Regions from separate parts of the Mus musculus genome. Here region 2 is linked to region 1. A link is a contact called in public promoter capture Hi-C data. All regions are on one chromosome and are shown on one strand. The core of a region is the stretch at or near the end of the contact, and the rest is flanking DNA. Distances in the headings are between cores, read along the strand shown. Region 1 holds the start of Noct (nocturnin). Region 2 holds the start of Tiparp (TCDD-inducible poly(ADP-ribose) polymerase).

Region 1 (3,211 bases), core at 454-2,953:
ATCTCTATAAATTCGAACCCAGCCTGGTCTACATAGACAAGGTCTAGGACAGCCATGGCCATGTCTTGGGGGGAAAAAAAGGCAACAAAAGACAACCACAGGGAACCTATACGTTCTAATGTACACTCTGTCCTTAAATTCAACCAATACTCTCTCAAAATGTACTCTAGTAAAATAAGGATGGTTACTGCATCCGAATGTTAGACGGCAATAACCTAATTTGAGGTAACAACCAAATTACACTTTCTAGAAAAGTACTATGGAATAATTGCTGGTTCTGAAGGAGCGCCTACATTAAGTAATTGCTAGATTTGAGGGAGAAACTACTCATTTAAAAGCCATACTTGATTTATATGTAGTTTGTGACCGTCGCAATCTGCTTTTAGGCAGAAAGGAGACACTTAAAAAACACAAGATGATGTACAGAACTGACTTCATGAAAGGTTGATTTACCAGGGATTTAAGACGAAGTGGAAGACTCCCCCCCTTCCAAAACATAAATAAATTAATGAGCGTAACGAGTTAACATGTGCTATTACTACCAGGGCTTTGAGAAGATTCAGAGCCTGTAGGCCCTGCAAACCCAAGATCATGCCATTTTTAGATATTTTTTCCCCTTCATGAGGATGTCCACAAGCCGTCTGCAACCAAAGCGTTACCGCCCTGCATCGGGGGGTGGGGGTGAGGGGTAAAGCAAAACGTTAGCGACTGGGGTCACTGTGGCCACCGGGGATTCAGGGGGATCAGACACGAACGCGGAAAGCGAGGCCCCCTGAGCGGCGTTCCCTCCCTCCCGACGCGACGCCGGGGTGAACGCAGGGGACCAGCCCGCGGCGCCCATTCATTCCGCGCTCCCGCTCACCTGTTCGGGGACGCGACCTCGCGGCGCCCGAGGCCGCCGCCGCCTGCAGTTGCGGGGACTTGGGCCGAGATCCGAGCACCGGCGGGGCGAGCGTTCGGCGCGGGCCGGGCACGAGTGTGCGGCGCAGGCCGGGGGCGTCCCTGAGCAGCAGGGCCGAGCAGAGCCGCCGCGGGCTCTGATACATGCCGGGCGCCGCCGCGCTGACGAGCCGGGCCGAGCTGGGCGGGCGACGGTGGGGTGGGGGTGGCGCGGGACCGCTGCGCTGCGGGGTGTTCCTTCCTCCTCGTCCCTCGGCGCCGACCGGGCGAGCTGTGCCGGGAGGCAGACGCGGCGGCGGCAGCAGCGGCGGCTCACTGAGGCGAGGGAGCTAGCGCCGGGGAGCAACCGGCGAGCGGCGGCGGAGCGGGCGCTACCACGCGGTGGCTGCAGAGGGGGGGATCCGCGCGCACGACCAGGGCGCAGTCAGACCCGGACAGCTCCGGCCGAGAATGGACCGTCTGGATCAGTGACAGCGACTGTAGATCTCCCACGGGGCGGAGGCTGGGGGCTGGCTGACACCGCGGGGATTCGTTAGAGAGGCGTTCCGGGAGCCTCTGTCCCCTCCCGCCGGCTGCAATGGGAGCGTCCACAGGCTGGGAATCCCGGGTTGGTGCCAGCGCTGAGTGTGTGCGAGCGCGTGTCTGGGAGAACGTCCTCCCCGAGCTGTGGGCTCCACGCTCCGCGGTGCTGAAGGAGATTAGGCACCAGGACGCGCTGGCTACTTGTGTGGCGGCTGCGACAAGCATCCGCCCCTCAGGCACGAGAGGCGGAAACGGACTGCAGGGCGTTGAGCGTCAGTCCTGCCAGAAGGTCTGGTGGAATTGGCCTTGGAGCTAGCTGGGCCCTGATTGGAGGGCTGGAAGTCACACCTGGGAGACAGCACTGTAGTTATGGAAAATGAAGGCTAAGGGAATTGGGGAGGGGGGGGGGAAACAAAACAAAACAACCCCCCCCAACCCAAAACAACTGCTTGGGATGGGCCAGACGTAATTTGGACTGTTACCGAATTTAAAGCATTATCCATCCAATAAACCACTGAAAAAGCCAAATTGAAAGTGGAAAGCAGGTGCGGCGGTGAGGGCGACCGCCTTTAATCTCAGCACTGGGGCAGGGGCCCGGATCTTCAACATGGTCTGGAGAGATCCGGCCGGCCAGAGCTACACAGTGAAGCTCTGTCTCAAAATAAAAACAAAGAAACAGAAAAACACCAAACAAACAAAACCCTCAAAACAACAACAAGAATACAAACGAACAAAACTGAAAAAAGGAGATGTACTTAATATGCCCACATGGGGTAGAAGGACGAAGAGTTAACCTCTCTCTGGGATCCCAAAATGAGATTAAAGTTCAAATAGAAGGCCAGGGGTATGCACATCTCAGCAGTCCGGGTCAAAGCGATCTGACTAGATAGAACTGTGTGAATTCCCGCTTCCTGAAAGAATTCCCCCTCAAGCAAAGGCCTTTTCCTTTTCCCAGCAGGAGTTTCCTGAAGGAAATTCCCATTTCTTGGGGGGTCCATTGTTTCAATAGTCTGAGAGTCAGATGCACACACCCACATTCTCTTGAGAAAACCCTTATTTTTGTCAGCTCTGTTGCAGGGATGCTAGGATATGGTCAGAGCTGTGTTTTAATCGGATGCCATATGTTCCAGGAAAATGCTGGAGATGTTGCTCAGTGGTGGAGCACTTACACAGCACTTGAGAGGCCCAAGACTCACATTCTCACCTAAGGGGGTATGGAGAGGGAAGGGGTGGGGGGAGGCGGAGAGGGAAGCAGGAGAGAATGAGTTGAAGAAATACCTCAGGTAGGTTGTGTAAGGAGTGACTAACCCTAACCGGGAATGGAAAAGAAACTTTGAATGAGTATCGTCACCAAGGATTCAAAATGCTTTCCAGACCTGGCCTAAAACATCTAACACCCACAGGATACGGATGAATCAGCTGACAAGCCGATGACAGCATCGGGGCCAGGAACTCCTTAGCTGGTCATTATTAGCGTCTGAGGCTCAGTTTTCTTATCTGTACAGCAATCAATCGCCCATGAGTCATTAGGCAAGGCAAAGGGTCATAAGAAGGTAGCAAGTGCTTTGCAGATAGAACAAAATACAGCAGTTGGTTTACAGTTTAGGTAATGGATCTATGGATGCTGACTCCCTCCCTCCCCCAACCCCCACCACACACCACATTTTCTCCCCCCCCTTCCCTTTCTTACTCCTGTAAGCAGTTTGTCAGTAGCCAAGAAAGCACAGCAGAGGGAGCAGAGAGGGTCAACCAGAACTTGTAATGAATGAGACAGCCTTAAGGAAATTAG
Region 2 (3,211 bases), core at 458-2,957, about 14 Mb before region 1:
GATGTCTGTATTTTGTGGCTGAATTACTTTAGAAAAGGCACACATTAGATGCTTTGTTCTTGGTTGAAGGTCAAAACCCAAAATGGTAAGACTTCGTGCTTTAAAAAACGAATATAAAGATCTAGGAGGGATTTATAAGTCTATGTATACAAAAGTGCTGAATAATCAAAACTCAGAAAAACACAAGGCATGGAACAAAGTGCTAGTCTAAGTACAAAAGAGATTTATTTATTTTAAATAAATAAATATTTGAGTTCAGTATGAGCTGGCATTGTTAGAGAAAGCCTCACGAAGGAGGGATCTGACATGAGACATAAATAACTGGAAAGCAGCCAAGCCAGGCGTTATTATTCATCATTCGGTGCTCTTGCCTCAAGGCTCAGTTGGCACAGATTGTGGTATTCCCTCTCCGTATCTAACCCGCCTGTGCCTTCCCCTACGCACGCACACTATCCCCTCCTATCACACCAATCCAGGCAAAATACTAAAGCGATTTTATTTATACTTCTGCACACGCACATGCACGCACGCACGCACGCACACACACACTCGCACGCACACAACTTTTCCTCTTACTGCCCCTCCACCAAACTCGGAAACTCAACTAGGAAGCAGAGGAGTGGAGTGCGGAAGCCACCAGTTCCTCAATTAGTTTGCATAACAGAAAAATAAAAAGATTGGAAGGTCGTTTCCTCCGGTCGCCCGCAGCGGGCAACCCAATCGCGCCACCCTTCACCTCGTGACGCCCCGGTCGTCTGGCACCACGAGCTGGTCACACCTTCCATGGAAACCGCCGGCTCCAAACAGCCAAGGAGTGAGACGCCCGGGTCCGAGCGACGCCTCCTGCCGGCCGCGCTCCGCGCAGCCACGACCTCCCGCCGCGCCCGTTCCACCGGGCTCCGCACTTCGCCGAGAGGGTGAGCATCCCCGCCCTCACCTTGTCCTCAGGGACCCGGGCGCCCCCTCACTCCCGGCCCACCTTCCTCAGGACCCGACCTCCCCGCCTCCCCGAAGCCACTCAAGGCGAGTCCACAATGAATTCCCCCCCACCCCGGCCCTGCCTCCTTCCCGAGGACCGGCTGGCGAGTCCCGGAGCTTGCAGGGCCGAGCCGCAGCGGACACTCCGGGTGGCGGGGAAAAGGAAGGGGAACCGGTGCGGCACTCAAAGTTAACTCGAACACAGCCTGCAAACTTCTGGGCTGCAGCCCGGAACGCGCGCCGGCCGGAACGCTCCCGCAGCGCCGAGCCCTCCCGCAGGGGCTGCCCCGGCTGCAACCCCCCGAGAGGAGTCGCGGGCGGCCCCGCAAGCCCTGCGGCGCCAGTCCATCTATCCACCTGCCCAGCTCCCGGCGCTGAACCCGATCCCACCCCGCCACCGACGGACGCGAGCGCATTCAGCTCTCCCGGGCAGTCTAGGGATCCGCCGCTGTCCCGACGGGGACTCGGGGCGGCGAGGCTGGCGCCCGCCATCCCGCTGGGGGTCCCTCCGCCGCTCGCTGCCCACCCCCCAGCCCCTTTTACCTCAGGCAAGCCGCCCTTCGAACGCAGCCCAGGCGCGGCGTGGAGGGCCGCCTCTGCGCCAGCGGTCCGAGCCGAGGACGAGGGCCGGTGTCTAGGGGTCGTGGGCGGCCGACGCGGCGAGCGGCGCGCGGGCCATTCCGCGGACCTGAGCGCTGAAAGCCGCAACTGCTCTCGAGGCTCCAGCTCGCTCGCCTGTCAGCTCCAGCTCTGCTTTAAGTGGCTTCCGGTCTCCTCCCCCGGGCCGGCTCGTCTTCGGGGAGGGAGGAGCTTCGGGGCCGAGAGGGGGTGGGGTGGGGTGAGGGGGCCGGGCGATCAGTGAGTGCCGGGAAGCTGGGGCCCCGCCTCCCGTGCGCGTGCTCCGGACGGAGGGGCGCGCGGCGGCTCGGCGCTCCGGGGAGGAGGAGGAGGAGGGAGGGGAGTGTCCGCTCGCGAGCGGCCGAGGGTCCCCGAGGCTCTGACGGTTCGCGAGGCCGGGGAGGCTACCTCCCACCCCCCGTGAGCCTGCGAGGAGAGGAGGCGCGCGCCGCGTGGGGCGGACTCCACCTGCCTGCGGACAGATGCAGGGTCACCGTGTTCCGCGGACACCCGGGCACGCGATGTGAGAGAGGCTGTGAGACGGAACGGCCGGTTTCGGTGCGGTTGCCTTTGTTTATCTGCCTCCTTTCAAGACGCCTCCAGATCCCGAGGGGGAAGCGAGTGGCCGCCTCCGCCGCTGCCTCCAGACGGGGTCGCCGGCCCCGCGCCGTACGGGCGGGAAGGCTGAGCCCGCCCCGCCGCCTGTTCCCGGACAGCCTCCGCTAGGGGAAGCCAATGTTAGGGTTTTGACAATAGAGATGCCTATGCGCGTGTTTTGCAGCCCACGGATCACGTAGTGACTAATTCATTTAACAAGTCAGAGCGCCTCTTCCGCGCCGAGCGTGTACTAGGTTTAGAACTACGACCTTCATCACCCAGACCCCACGCCCTGCACTCATAGAGACTTAGGGAACCGAGAGTTAACCTCAAAAATATACATGAAACTGGCATCTGGATTGTAACTTCATGTATTCAATAGCTTTTTGTTGTTGTTGTTTTTTTAGTTGGAAATAAACATTAAATTTGTATAATCCGAATTTAAGAAAAAAAATTAAAAGATCGTACTTATTCAAAAAAAAAAAAAAGGGGATCCTGGAAAAACAGGCTAAGCAGAGGCTGTGGTTCCCAAGTTTTATGGCACTGCTAACCCAGATTAATGATCACCCAGCAGTGTTGTTTCAAATTGCATCAAGTAAAGGCCCTCAGACTAAAGTGGAAAGGTTGGGACAGAATTCAAAGACTAGTATATAAGCAAAATTAAACTATTTTTAAAAAACTATAATAAGATTGCAGTATTTCCAACGTTTTAAAACTGTCCCAACTTTACCTACTAACTTAATGATTACCAAAAATATTTGCAAAAACAATGTTTTAAGTAAATTTATGGTTTTATGTTGGGTTGCATCCAAACTTAATCCTGGGACACACACATGCAGCCCTCATGTCTCCGGTTGAACATACTATATTTGGGGTTAAATCTATCATTTTACTACGTATTTTTTTCTCTCATCTATTTTGTTTGTTCAATTTGCTTTCGTGCTACTTTTAAAATTCCATTCTCTTCCAACAATTTTTTTATACATTCTTTATACTTTCAGTACTGTTTCAGTTACTG

What was found. Promoter capture Hi-C pulls out the DNA fragments that hold promoters and counts their contacts.
Region 2: a promoter capture Hi-C map of cranial neural crest shows a contact between it and region 1. The contact joins the promoter of Tiparp here to the promoter of Noct in region 1.

Annotation. Positions count from the first base shown.
Region 1 is chr3:51,222,939-51,226,149 of GRCm38.p6, reverse strand. Noct (nocturnin) reads right to left here and starts at 1,703. Exons shown (of 3, transcript NM_009834.2): 1 at 863-1,703. The coding sequence starts at 1,046.
Region 2 is chr3:65,526,943-65,530,153 of GRCm38.p6, reverse strand. It overlaps Tiparp (TCDD-inducible poly(ADP-ribose) polymerase), which reads right to left and starts at 1,707. Exons shown (of 6, transcript NM_178892.5): 1 at 1,522-1,707. It overlaps 4931440P22Rik (RIKEN cDNA 4931440P22 gene), which reads left to right and starts at 740. Exons shown (of 2, transcript NR_027955.1): 1 at 740-917; 2 at 989-2,671.